3 separate regions of the Mus musculus genome follow, and all the other regions are linked to region 1. Evidence: chromatin contacts called from public HiChIP or PLAC-seq data. All regions are on one chromosome and are shown on one strand. Each heading gives the region's core, a stretch centred on a gene start, on an enhancer-like site or on the middle of the called end of the contact. The rest is flanking DNA. Distances are from core to core; before and after follow the strand shown.

Region 1 (4,233 bases), core at 346-2,845:
ATGCCCTTAAGAAAATTGGAGCATCCTAGGTTTACAAGACAACATGTGCCTAAGGAAGAAGAGGGAGGAGAGGTTTGCCCTGAGGAAAATGCTCCTGACACAGTGAGTTGTTGAACACTGTAATAGTTTGCTGAGGCTGCAGGAACCCCAATCCTTAAAATCTTTAAAGCAGGCAAGATTCAGACCCACTGCTTAGGCTGACTGTGGGCTATATTTTTCAGTCAGCTGTAACTGCCAAGTCCCTTTCTAGCCCTGTGAGTTTAATTGTAACTGTTAATGCAAACAGTGTTTTCCCAGTAACACTTCTGGCTTCTTCTCATTTAGTTTGGGGTGTTACAACAACACACATTTTAAAACATGAGCAGAGAGTCTGTCATTGGGAATCTTAGTAATGTATGTGAGTACACGTAACCTCCCGATTCCAGATTCCACATGCAAATCACAGATGCTGTTTAACCAGTGGTATTTATAATATATAGCAGTTGTAAATAGTTCACACTAATGAAGTATTCAGCTGTAATGAAAAGTATGAGGTAGAAAATACTCGAGTAAGTTAAATTCTTCCTCTCTACGTCATACAGAATAAAAATACTCTCAAAACCAGATTAGAAACTTGTTCATTGAGTTTGGATACTTGGTCACTTACTGTGGTCTAAAACTGATCATACATGTAAAAATACTCAAACTATGTATATGTGCATGCATGCACACATATATACGTACATTTTTCTTTAAACTCATTTGAGCCCTTAAAACGTTAGTTTATAGCACCTGTTATTGATTGATATAGTAAATTGATATAATTAATTGATATAGTAAAGCCTTTGATTTTGGATGACAGAATTTGAACAGTTTACTAAGCAAAATGAAACAACTGAAATTGCAGGTTAACTTAATGTTCTGAAATACAGCAAACAATCTGATTTGATTTTCCACAAAAAAAAAAAAAAACCAAAAACAAACAAACAAAAAAAAAAACAAAACAAAAAAACCTCATTCACTTTCTTCTAAAGAATTTGAGTCTTAGATTTTAGAACTCTGAGAAACCACCCCTTTTCATTTCTCCAAGACAAACAAACCCCTTGAAGAGTTTATTTTCTTATAAAGCAGCTGTAAAATTATTAAACTAATCTGAAAGTATGACTTCACAAAACACATTATAGAGTGTCACTCAAACTTTCTTCACTACCCAAATCCTCAGATTCCTAGTGCACTCTGAGGGAAGATCTACCTTCTCCCTGCAGTTAACTGTGCTCAGTGAACATTTGCATACATACCACTACAGATCAAATGACTGGGACGACAAGAAACTCGCAAACACACACCCCTCGCTATAATTGTCTGCAAAGTGTGTCTGCTGACAGAGCGCTTACTCCCTAGGAGACAAACCTGCTCTATCAGTCAGGACAGTATCTCCTAATGTCTCTTTTTGTTTGCATTCGGTTTTGAACGTGTACGGATGGGTGTGTGCGTCTGTGTGCACATTACCGGAGACGGAGATCCATTCTTGCAGAGGGGCCCTCTGAAGACTCCCTTAATGCCCCGGTAGTGCCCATTGCTGAGATGTCTCGAACTGATGACCAGGTAACAAGCCATGTGGGTCCCCGCTGGAGGTGTAGTCTCAACTCCTTACTGAGCGACCAACAGGCAGGGAGATGCAGGCTGGCTCCTCCGCAGCAACAGTGACTGCCACCTCCAGAGAAGAAGAGGCCAGCAGCAAGCTGGGAACAGAGTGCCCGCGCGCCCCCGCACCTCGACCTGCGCGTGGCTCTCGCTGCCCACAGCGGCTGCTTGGACTGAGGCGGCGGCGGCAGCAGCCCAGAACACTTAGGGGACCTGGCGAACCAGTCCACATACTGTTCTGACGAGGCGGCGCTCAAAGGCGGGCTGAAGATGTGTTTTTTAAAGGACAACTTCCTGAGTCCACCAGGGAATCGGAGTCCTCCGCCCCCTTTACCCCGCCCCCTGCCGTTGCTGGGTGCAGGCGGAATGGGGTGGGGACATTCAGGTGCAAGTTGGCATTTTCCAGCCGCCGAGTCCCCAGGCTGAGCTGTAAGCTGCGGAACCCGGGATGCAGCCGACGCAGTCTGTACAGGGAGCGTGGCGTTCCTCCGTGGGTCCAAGAGCTGCCCCCTCTGCAGTGTCCGAGAGAGGGCGAGCGCAAGGAGTTGGAGATGTGGTGACTACAGCGAGGCGCGGAGACTGTGAGCGCTCAGCTTGGAGCTGTGGACTCTGTAGGGTCTAGGTTCCCGGAGTAGCAAGGAGAGATGACAGCTGCCACACGGGTCTCACTGCTCCTCCTCCTGAAACCACCAGCACCAATCTCTCGACCCTTCTGCCCCGCTTCTGAGCCAACTTTCTAAGGGGTTTAGGGGGCGGGAACCCAAGAAGAGTAGGAAAGACTGTGGAGGGATCTGGAAGAGAGCGTTTCCTTTAGTCATTTTCTGCCTGCTCACCTCTAGGGCCCCCTGCATCAAGGCGTCAATGGCCGGGAAAAAAAAGCTTCCCAGTCTCCTGTAGGGGCGAAAGGTTCAGCTGAAAACAGAGCCCATTAAATGCACTGTGGTGGTCAGTTCGCAGCGGAGAAAGGAACTTTTAGCTGTCAAACTTACTTATGGAAGCTAGATACATCAATGCATAGGTTTATGTGCACATATATGCACACATCTAGCTACAAAGGCTCACTTATTCTACCAGTTAAGACGCAATTGTTTGGTCGGTAGAGGTCTTTGTTTTCCCAGTCCCTAACAACCTTGTTCTTGGGGGTCTTTGGTTAAGTGTAAATTTAGCCATAAGGGAACAAAATGGACTGAAAATAAAACATGTGTGTGTGTGTGTGTGTGTGTGTGTGTGTGTGTGAGTGTGTGTGTGTGTGTGTGTGTGTGTGTGTGTGTGTGTGTGTGTGTGTGTGAGGGGGGAGGAAAGAGGGGGAGAGGGAGAGAGAGAGAGAGAGAGAGAGAGAGAGAGAGAGAGAGAGAGCCTTTGGGGGGAAGGCAGACAGTAAATGCCTTCTGTGCAGTCCCTCTCTATCCAACTCTCAGTCTAAGATCAACGTGTGGAAGCATGAGAGGGTCTCTTCCTACAGTTTTTCACATTCTGCACTGAGTTCCTTGAAACACCTCTGTAGCTCCTGGTTCTATCTAGGCTTTCTCCTAGAGGTCTTTCCTCTCTTACATTGAGTAAATACCCCACTCAGGTTGACAATTAGAACCCCCTACTCATGAAATATATAAAACATATATACAGAAACATAAAAATAAAACAGTATTTACATTTTTTCAATTAAGACAGTTCTTAAAATTAGGGAAGGAAAGTTCTATTTTAACTTTTGTAGCTTCCTAATTAAAGACCGAATTTATCTATATCATTACATAGCTTACTATCAGAAATATTATTTTAAAAAAAAAACCTTAAATGTATGACTTATTTTTAAACCTTTAGAAAAAAATTTAAATGTGAGGGAAATCTATTTCCTTTTAAGCCTTGAACTAAAGATGACTGAAACTTAGTCCACTGTACACTTTCTAGGAAGAGTGTAGTTAGCTTTTAACTATCTTGATAAAAACAACTTTGAACATCAAAAATGAACTCAAAGCATTCATCCCCTTTTCCCAATGACATTTTAACACCATAGTACTTGTTCAACTTAGAAGTGTAAAATGTTTTATGAACCCATACTTGTCATACAAAAATATATTTTTAAATACTGAAAATATAGAAACAGGTACAACGCTTTAGGCCTTACCTGGAATTTTAAAAGGAAGTAGTATGGCTTTGTTTGCTCTTGAGAAACAGAAATTAGCAAACAGCCTTGGGGACCTAGGTGCAGGTAACATGGAATGAATTACAAAGATAAACGTCACCATTTTTGATCACATTCCAAGGATGAAATCTGTGTTAATTAAACGAGTATTCTTCCTAATAATCCGTAAATATTTCAGAATAAAGCACATTTTCTAAAAGTGCTAGTGAGCTATGAAGCATAAAATGTAACACTCCATCCTATCATATTATGTTTTCCCCAAACTGCTTGTCACTTTTCTGACATTCTTGGCCTTTAGGACATCATCCTCTGCATGTTTGCTTTCCCCAAGAGAAAACTAAGCATTTGCTTTGGAAAGATGGTTATTTGAGTAAATTTCTCAATACTTGTTAACGTTTTAAGGTTTATCATCTTTGCAAATAACTGGTACTGATTTGTCATGCTATTTTAAATTAGCAACAGCTTTTCTC
Region 2 (4,360 bases), core at 1,651-4,150, 1.6 Mb before region 1:
CGGAGGATCCCGCAATACCTCTCCTGGGCATATATCCAGAAGATGTTCCAATTGGTAAGAAAGACACTTGCTCCACTATGTTCATAGCAGCCTTATTTATAATAGCCAGAAGCTGGAAAGAACACAGATGCCCCTCAATAGAGGAATGGATACAGAAAATATGGTACATTTACACAATGGAGTACTACTCAGCTATTAAAAAGAATGAATTTATGAAATTCCTAGGCAAATGGATTGACCTGGAGGGCATCATCCTGAGTGAGGTAACCCAATGACAAGAGAACTCACATGATATGTACTCACTGATCAGTGGATATTAGCCCAGAAACTTAGAATACCCAAGATACAAGATACAAAGTACATGAAACTCAAGAAGAACGAAGACCAAAGTGTGGACACTTTGCCCCTTCTTAGAACTGGGAACAAAACACCCATGGAAGGAGTTACAGAGACAAAGTTTGGAGCTGAGACAAAAGGATGGACCATCTAGAGACTATCAAATCTGCGGATCCATTCCATAATCAGCTGCCAAACGCTGACACCATTGCATACACTAGCAAGATTTTGCTGAAAGGAGTCTGATATAGCTGTCTCTTGTGAGATTATGCCAGGGCCTAGCAAACACAGAAGTGGATGCTCACAGTCAGCTATTGGATGGATCACAGGGCCCCCAATGGAGGAGCTAGAGAAAGTAACCAAGGAACTAAAGGGATCTGCAACCCTATAGGTGGAACAACAATATGAACTAACCAGTACCCCCTGGAGCTCGTGTCTCTAGCTGCATATGTATCAGAAGATGGCCTAGTCAGCCACCAGTGGAAAGAAAGGCCCATTGGTTGTGCAAACTTTATCTGCCTCAGTACAGGGGAATACCAGGGCCAAGAAGTGGGAGTAGGTGGGTAGGGGGGTGGGGGGGAGGGTATGGAGGACTTTTGGGATAGCATTGGAAATGTAAATGAGGAAAATGCCCAATAAAAAAATTTAAAAAAAATGAAGAAGGACAGTGACAAATCTTGCTGGCAGTAGTTCATGCCTTTTTGTTTGTTTGTTTGTTTGTTTTTTTTTGAGTTTGAGGTGTGTGTTGACCATTTCCATTTGAAAGAATTCTGGGTAAAGTCTAGGTCATTCAACAAGTTCTTACAAGGCCAATATCAAAGAGGAAAAAGAGAAGGAGATTTCAAGGCTGCCCTTGAGGGGCTAACAGTCTGTCTTCAAAATGTATTACCCATGCCATTTTCTGACCTTAACCAGTACTATAAAGTGAGTAGGTTGGTGTTGGGTATCTAGGAATAGGGTAGCATGCACTGTAGTAACAAGTATAAGAAACAGTTTGCTACGTTTAGAGTGTATTTTAAGTTTTGTGATTCACAATGTTTAAGATAGTGAAGCATAAATCTATAGCTGTTCACTGTTAATTCATTAATCACACTGAACAATGATGGCAGACACGGGAAATACAAAGTTAAATGATAAGTCTGTTCTCAAAGAAAGTTTAGGACAGGGAAACGCTCCATTAAGACCTGTGTGGTAATGCCATACATCTTAAAGGATAATAGTGTATAGACAGATGGTGGCTCTGGAAAGGAAGTGGAGAAAACGGATGAGAGCCCCTTTCTTTACCCAGTCCTGTGACCTGCAGTGAGTTGTTGGTGCTTGCTGACATGACAGACAGCCACTGCTGAGAGATTCTGGGTGGAAGGACAGAGTGGCCCAGAGGAGATGCCTAGCCATTTGTTTGCATGGTACCACTCTGAGGAGCATCGCTAAGGAAAAGAGCCAATGCCCGTAAAGGTGATTGTTGACTGTATGCCCAGAAACCAGGAAAACAAACTATCAGCTAAATAAATCATGCCTTCTTCCACCAGACCTTAGCTACACCTATAATTACACTTCTACAGGAGAGGTTTCATCAGGCTGTCCAGCAAACTCAGCAGGAAACAGCATAGTGCAGAGATGTCAAGAACTCCAGGATTTGAACCAACATTCTCCAGCTTTCTTCCCCATTAAATAGTGATTTCTGTTTTCCTGGATTAGGTTGGCTGGCTTGTTGTTCCTGCTAAATATTGACACAGCCCAACAGACTCATGTTTATGGGAAGGAGTTTAGAATCCAAGAAACCCAGTGACTGGAATACATTGTGGGTTGCAGTGCATGTCCCACGAGTCTTTCAAATGTATTTTTTTGCTTTGCCACAGTTAATTATTGGAAGAGGGGAAGGTGTTCTACAGCGGGCTGTTTCTTAAAGCATTGCTTCCCCAAGTGCTTAACATTAATATTAAATACATTCCCTTGATTTTATATCGAGATGTGGATGTATCCCCCACCTCAACGGAACAGCATAACTAAATTTGAAGTGGACTTAAATTCTTGGACTACAAACGTCTGTTAGTTGCTTTCACCAGAGTGCCTTATTTAAAAGCTCTGACTATTTTAAACCCGAATCCTACTCAGATCCCGAAAGAGTAGGACCGGTGTTCCAAAGACTTAAAATGAAAAAAAAAAAAAAAAAATTCCATGAAGAAACCAGCTCAAACAGCAGGACGAGTCATTCATCCAGCGAGGCAAACTTGCGGAAACTGCCAAGTTGGCAAACTTACCGGGGGAACCCAACCTGACTGCAAAGTTGACCTAAGCTCCAGAGCCGGGACCGCGGAGACCTGCTCCCCGCGGGGCTCGCCGAGATCCGCGAGGGGCCGAAGGGGCGCCCCGCTGCCCGGAGCACCACCGCCCGCCCCTGAGACCCGCCTCACCCCTTCCCCGGCCCGCAGCAGATTCCCAAGGCCCGCGGAGGCGGGGAGCAAGCGGCCTGCGAACGAGACTCGGGACTCACCGGCTTCTCCGTGGGACCCGACGGCGAGGCGCTCGCTGCCCGGACGGACTCCCAGTCCCACGCGGAGCCCGAATCTCGCTGCCCAGCACAGCCCGCTCCGCAGACCCCGCCCCTCGGCCGCCGCGCGCACAGCGCCCCCTGCCGGAGACCAGCTCCTGCTCACACCCAGGGGCTTCGCTGCGGCCGCCGTGGGAGGGGCGTCGCCGGGGGCGAATCCTTGGCTGTGCAAGGGGGACCCAGGGTCACCAGCAGGGCTCACTGGAAACCGACTGGGACCTGGTCGAAATCTGCAGTTGTGCATTTCGCCTGTTGCCGGGCGACGCTGTAGTGATCCTGGATCCCACACTTGGAGACCAACTGCTCTGTAGCGATTACGCCGTCCGCGGTGGAGCGCTCTTCCAACAGAGCAGTTTCTCAGACGACTAGCTGTTAGGACAGTCAGAGGATGAATCTGAGTTTGTGAGTGACTTTTACACCGGGTTTATTTGTTTATTGTAGCTATGTGAATGAATATTATGATACACACGTGGAGGTCAGATGATACCTCGGTGTGGTGGTCACAAGAAGCACAGGGTTGAGAGGATTTAAAAATAACCCGTAGCTCTGACGCTAGGGACCACCCTCCGTTCACCACAGAGTTTTGCAGATTCAACTCAGACTCTAGACACTAACGACCAAGGTGGAGCTGCGTCTCCAACCTGAGTGTTGTTTTTAATGTGACCCTGGGTCACAAACTCCTCTTTTTCTGAGATCAGCCTACTTCTGCCTCCCGAGTGCTGGAATTAAAGGGATGATCTGAACTCCACTGTCCTGCGTGTCTTAGTGCTCCGTGGATAATGTTTGGGTTCACTGACTCCCATCAGATAGTGTAAAAGGCCTTTGAAGATTAAATTACCCCGGCCTGACACCTTGTGGCAAAATAGACGCTTGCAGCTTTTATTTCCAAGGAAGAAAATCATTAGACCGAGGGTTAGGGAAACTTCTAGTTAGTGGGCTAAGACTCACAACCACAGGGGTTCTGTTCCCAGCACGCAGTTGTTCTTCAGTTTCCCATTTTCTGGCGTGTATCTTAAGAATAAAGTTGATACACCAGAAGGGTAAATAAATTAGGTCCTATAAATAAGTCTGTACACCCAAACTGCACTCAAATACCTTCATCACGTTTGTTTGTTTGTTTATTTATTTATTGTAGGTATGTGGATGAATGTTACTGCATGCACGTGGAGGTCAGATGATAACTAGGTGTGGCAGTCCCAAGAAGCAAGGGTTGGGAGGATTTCAAAATAAACCTGTATTGTAGCTCCAAGTCCAGAGATTGCCCTCCTCCCACAATGGAGCTCTGCAGGTTCCAACTGTAAGTCACAAGGACACTTTACCAACTGAGCTGGGTCTCCAACCTGAATATTTTTGTAATGTGGTTCCGGGTCAAGGGCTTCCCGGTTTGATGACTCCATGTGCCTTTGAAGGATAATTTCTGGACCCTATAGTGCATCTGACTGCCATTTTAGAAGTAAAGAGAGTAATGTGGTG
Region 3 (4,185 bases), core at 21-2,520, 1.7 Mb before region 1:
ATCTTTCACAATTAGCTAACTTATCACTGCTGAAACTGCCCCCCAGCCCCAGCCCCAGCCAGCCCACCCCGCCCAGACTAGCTGAGAGGCAGAAACCGCAGTGAATGCCACCATCTCAGGAGCATCTCCAGGCAGCCTGATAGCTGCCCCGGTGCAGCTAAACACTCTGGTTTTCCTATCTTACGTTTCCAAATAGGTTATCTTGAGGATGCGGGGGATGGAGGGGGGGGGGTGAGTACAGTGTCAAAGAAAACATCAACTCAGTAAATAAGTAATTAAAAAAACTATTAAAAGGGTGGTGGTAGGGTAGACTAGAGAGAAGAAGGTTGCAAGCAGTGGGGTGGTTAACTGGGGCTTTAGGTAATCAAGTACTGAGGGTTGAAGTGGGGGCAGGAGTCTGAATTTTATTTCACCTACAGTGATGGGCGATAATTAAATGTGGGTCAGAATAAGTTTTTCTACTTAAAAACAAACAAACAAACAAACAATCTGCCTGAAGAGTAAACACTGACACCAATCCTGCTTCACAGGATAGTGAAGATAATAAATGGAATTCTCCCCGACCACAGGAAAAATAAAATCTCTTTATCTCCCTATGTTATTTTCAGAACAAGATTTTTAGGGCATAATTTTCAACAAGTTTCAGCTGAGGCTGAACACGGGACGCAGAGGTAATTAAGGACACTGAAAGACCAGACCAATTACTTCTAAACGCAAAATGGCCTGAGCACACCCGGATTACATGACCGGGTTTATAAGCAAAGCCACTGCAGGCATTATTTACCTGTTTGGCAAGCAGTGCTGTACGACAGTGAAAAGTGCCGCATCAATCCAAAGTGGCTGGCAAAAGTAACCTGCGGGTCCTTTCCCTTTCGGGCACATCCGACCTGGGACAAGGTCTCTCCTGGCCTCCTTTCTGTTGGGCCCGGACCCGAGGACTTCCCAGAGCTCTGGGAAGACCGACGGGGATAAGGGGGCGGAATGCGTGCGACGGACGCCCTCCAGCACCCCTCCCACTCGCCCCCTGGCCAGCTCCAAGCCCCCCCCGGAATCCGGGAGGAAAGATGCGGCTCCCGCACAGCACCCGCTGCTCGGCGACCCCGGATCGGCCACCTCGGCGCTCTGGCCACCCGGCTCACCTCCACGCCCTCTTCTCCGAGCCACGCTCGCAGCGCAGCGCCGTGGCTCCCCCGCGCCGAGGGCCCGCCGAGCTCCCGGGCCTACGGAGTGCTCCTCCCGCCCAAGCTCCTCCTGCCCCCGAGCCGGACCGCGCCGCGCCGGGGAGGTGGAGCAGGAGGAGGCGCGCGGAGGCAGGGCTGGCGGTGACGCGCAGGGGGGCGCGGGTCGGTCGGGGCAGAGTGCGTGGGGACCCACCCGGCCGCGGTCCCCACGCCTGCGCGCGATCTTGCGGAGACCCCCCGTGGGAGCAGCCCTACGTGGATCCCGCCCGCGTTTACACTCCACTACCTCCGAGACGCTCGCCACGCCGCCCCGGACTTGGCTTTGATTAGTGCCCTCCTCCCTGTCCACCCCCCTTCTCCCTACTCTGTTCCACACAAACCTCGAAGAAAGTGCGCTTTTTTTCTCCCTTTCGGCTGCATCATGTCCTTGAAAGGGAATGATCAGAAATGCCCTTCCACGAACCGCATTTTAAAACTCCCTGGGACTGGAGGCCCTTCTCAGCCGTGGGCTGTAGGGGTTAGTCTGTGGACTCTGACCTTCCCTGTCGCCGGTGCCCCCGAGCTCTGTGCGGACTGGAAGGTGAAGCCGAGTCAGGAGACCAGCGTGCCTGCGGAGAGCTGCAGTGGCCTTGGAGCATCCAGGGTTCGCTGAGCTGTGTAAGGGCACCTTGCTTTCTCTAATCCCCCCCCCCCCCGATTTTGGATTAACAAGTAGATGGGGATCTTTTATTTACCTTTTTAGTCAAAAGTGTCAGTGGAGATTTTTTTTTAATATAAAACCAATTTGTCGAAAATTGTCAAATTTACTTCCCCCACCCTCAGACGTTAGTAAATTCTCATTTCAGCAAATTAGGTTTAAAAATTATCTTTCTTGGTGGTTTATTAACTAGACAAATCAGAACAAAAGCAGAAGAGGGTCTTAGATCGATCCTCAGGGCACTGCACTTTCCCCTTTGAAAGGCATACACAGATTAACCTCTGCAAGTTCAACCTGGGAAACATTCTTTGTTTGATCCTTGTGAAAAGCATCTCTTCCCCACCCCCAAATACATACAGCTGAGGTTTAAAGTTTAGGCACAAACTCCGCTGTTAGTGATGTATTAGGGGGAAAGACTGACAACTGGGAAATACTTTCCATTTTGGTAACGGGGAGAAAAAAAATCCTTACATTTTATATCAGTGTTTATTGTTTCACTTCAACTACTGTCAAATAGTGAAAACAGCAGGGTATTTCTAACACTTTTGGAGGACCAGTGGAGGAAACTGCTGTGTCCTTAGCATTTGGTGAGAAGATGTAGCTTTCCAATCACATAAACAAAAGCATTACATAAGGTCTAGCAAAGGTTATCACGTTTTTATTCTCAGTTGTACAAAGCCATAAGTTATTACAGAAAACAGGTAAGTTGTACATTTAAAATATCTTTAAAAGCTGTTGAGACATGGACTCTGTTTATTTAAAAAAAAAAATAGTATGCGAAACCATTTGCCTCCCAAAAGAATGAATGAGTCAACAATTTCCAGAAGGAGTATCTGCTTTTCATACTTGAACTGTTAAAATAAGCAAACATCCTCCATGGGTGGAAAATGCCAGGCTGGCCCAAAGTGCTCCAAAGATGGCTCCCGGTCCAGTTCATGAACCGGTGGCCATCTTTACCAGTGATTTCCAGTTACAGTTTCAAAGTATATAAAGTTGATTTCGCAAGCCTTTTTTCCAGGTCATGAAGCACTCTCTGAGAAGTGTCCTCAGTTCCCTGAAGTAATTTATTCCACTGAAGCACAGCAATAATTCATTAAATAAATCTCTAGTGGCCTAGAGGTGTTAACATAATTTCTCCTTTGAAGTTATTATACAAGTGGATAACTTTGAGATGATAGCGCCTAAAGGAACTTTAAGCACCTGGAGCTCTCTGGCTCTCATTCACCAAGAGCTTTGTGTCCTGGGTGTCAGGCACTCTTGAACAAAGCAGGACACAGAGTGACTACAAGTCTTTCAAAATTTATTGTTTGATGGGTGTCTTAGTTAGGGTTTTACTGCTGTGAACAGACACCATGACTAAGGCAAGACTTATAAAGGACAGCATTTAATTGGGGCTGGCTCTCAGGTTCAGCGGTTCAGTCCATTATCATCAAGGTGGGAGCAGGGGAGCATCTAGGCAGGCATGGTGCAGGAGGAGCTGAGAGTTCTACATCTTCATCTGAAGGCTTCTGACAGAACACGAACTTCTAGGCAGCTAGGATGAGGGTCTTAAGCCCATGCCCACAGTGACACACCTACTCCAACAAGGCCACACCTCCCTGATAGAGCCACTCCCTAGGCCAAGCATTTACAAACCATCACTGTGGGTGAAGACATTTTATTAAATAGGTGCAAATAAAATGTGCACAAGGCCTGTTACATGTAGTAGACTTTGGGTAAATCATAGGCAGTATCCTCACTCTAGAGAGCCATTGTGTACATTAATGTCTCAAGGCTCTATGACTATCTACACTAAAGACATTCACTTAGCCCACACTGCTGATGATCAAAGATGATTTTTTGAGAGTAAAGAGTCTTTGTGAACAGTGTATATTGATAGAATGACTTTTGTATGAAATTCTGTTTTTGTGAAATTAAACAATTCAGTAAACATAAAACTGAGTAACCTACCTACTTTTTACTTTTGAAAGCATATTTATATATTTCAAGATAACTGAAATAGATCGGTGATTTGAATGAGAATAGTCCCTCCTAGGCTCATATATCTGAATGCTTGGTCATTAGGAAGTGGTACTACTTGGGAGGGATTAGGGGGTGTGGTCTTGGAGTGGGTGTGGCCTTGTTGGAGGAAGTGTGTCACTGGAGGTGGGCTTTGGGGTTTAAATGATTAAACTAGGCCCTGTGTTTCTCTGTGCTGCCTGCTGATTCAGATGTAGAACTCTCAGCTCTTCCAACTCATGTTGGCCTTCATGACACCATTTTTCCCACCATGTTCAGACTAAACCTCTGAACTGTCAGCAAGGCTCA

The links. HiChIP or PLAC-seq counts read pairs in DNA pulled down with a chosen protein or histone mark.
Region 2: an H3K4me3 HiChIP or PLAC-seq map of stem cell-derived neural progenitor cells shows a contact between it and region 1, with 6 times the contacts expected there. The contact joins the promoter of Steap1 here to the promoter of Zfp804b in region 1. A contact is called at or near these places in 6 of 39 promoter capture datasets (the 3T3-L1 cell line, cranial neural crest, frontonasal cranial neural crest and 3 more), 2 of 484 Hi-C or Micro-C datasets (cerebral cortex and cortical neurons), 1 of 115 datasets of contacts at active chromatin or transcription factors (stem cell-derived neural progenitor cells) and 1 of 9 other capture datasets (embryonic stem cells).
Region 3: a contact with region 1 is called in an H3K27ac HiChIP or PLAC-seq map of embryonic stem cells, with 8 times the contacts expected there. The contact joins the promoter of Steap2 here to the promoter of Zfp804b in region 1. A contact is called at or near these places in 2 of 39 promoter capture datasets (hippocampal neurons and liver), 3 of 115 datasets of contacts at active chromatin or transcription factors (embryonic stem cells, epiblast stem cells and stem cell-derived neural progenitor cells) and 1 of 9 other capture datasets (embryonic stem cells).

The regions. Positions count from the first base shown.
Region 1 is chr5:7,342,783-7,347,015 of GRCm38.p6, forward strand. Zfp804b (zinc finger protein 804B) reads right to left here and starts at 1,596. Exons shown (of 4, transcript NM_001163223.1): 1 at 1,489-1,596. The coding sequence starts at 1,596.
Region 2 is chr5:5,746,417-5,750,776 of GRCm38.p6, forward strand. Steap1 (six transmembrane epithelial antigen of the prostate 1) reads right to left here and starts at 2,901. Exons shown (of 5, transcript NM_027399.3): 1 at 2,831-2,901. Gm46900 (atherin-like) reads left to right here. Exons shown (of 2, transcript XM_017321192.2): 2 at 2,035-3,774. The coding sequence starts at 2,515. The coding sequence ends at 3,198.
Region 3 is chr5:5,692,819-5,697,003 of GRCm38.p6, forward strand. Steap2 (six transmembrane epithelial antigen of prostate 2) reads right to left here and starts at 1,271. Exons shown (of 6, transcript NM_001103156.2): 1 at 1,140-1,271. All of the region lies in intron 1 of Gm40262 (a long non-coding RNA gene), which reads left to right.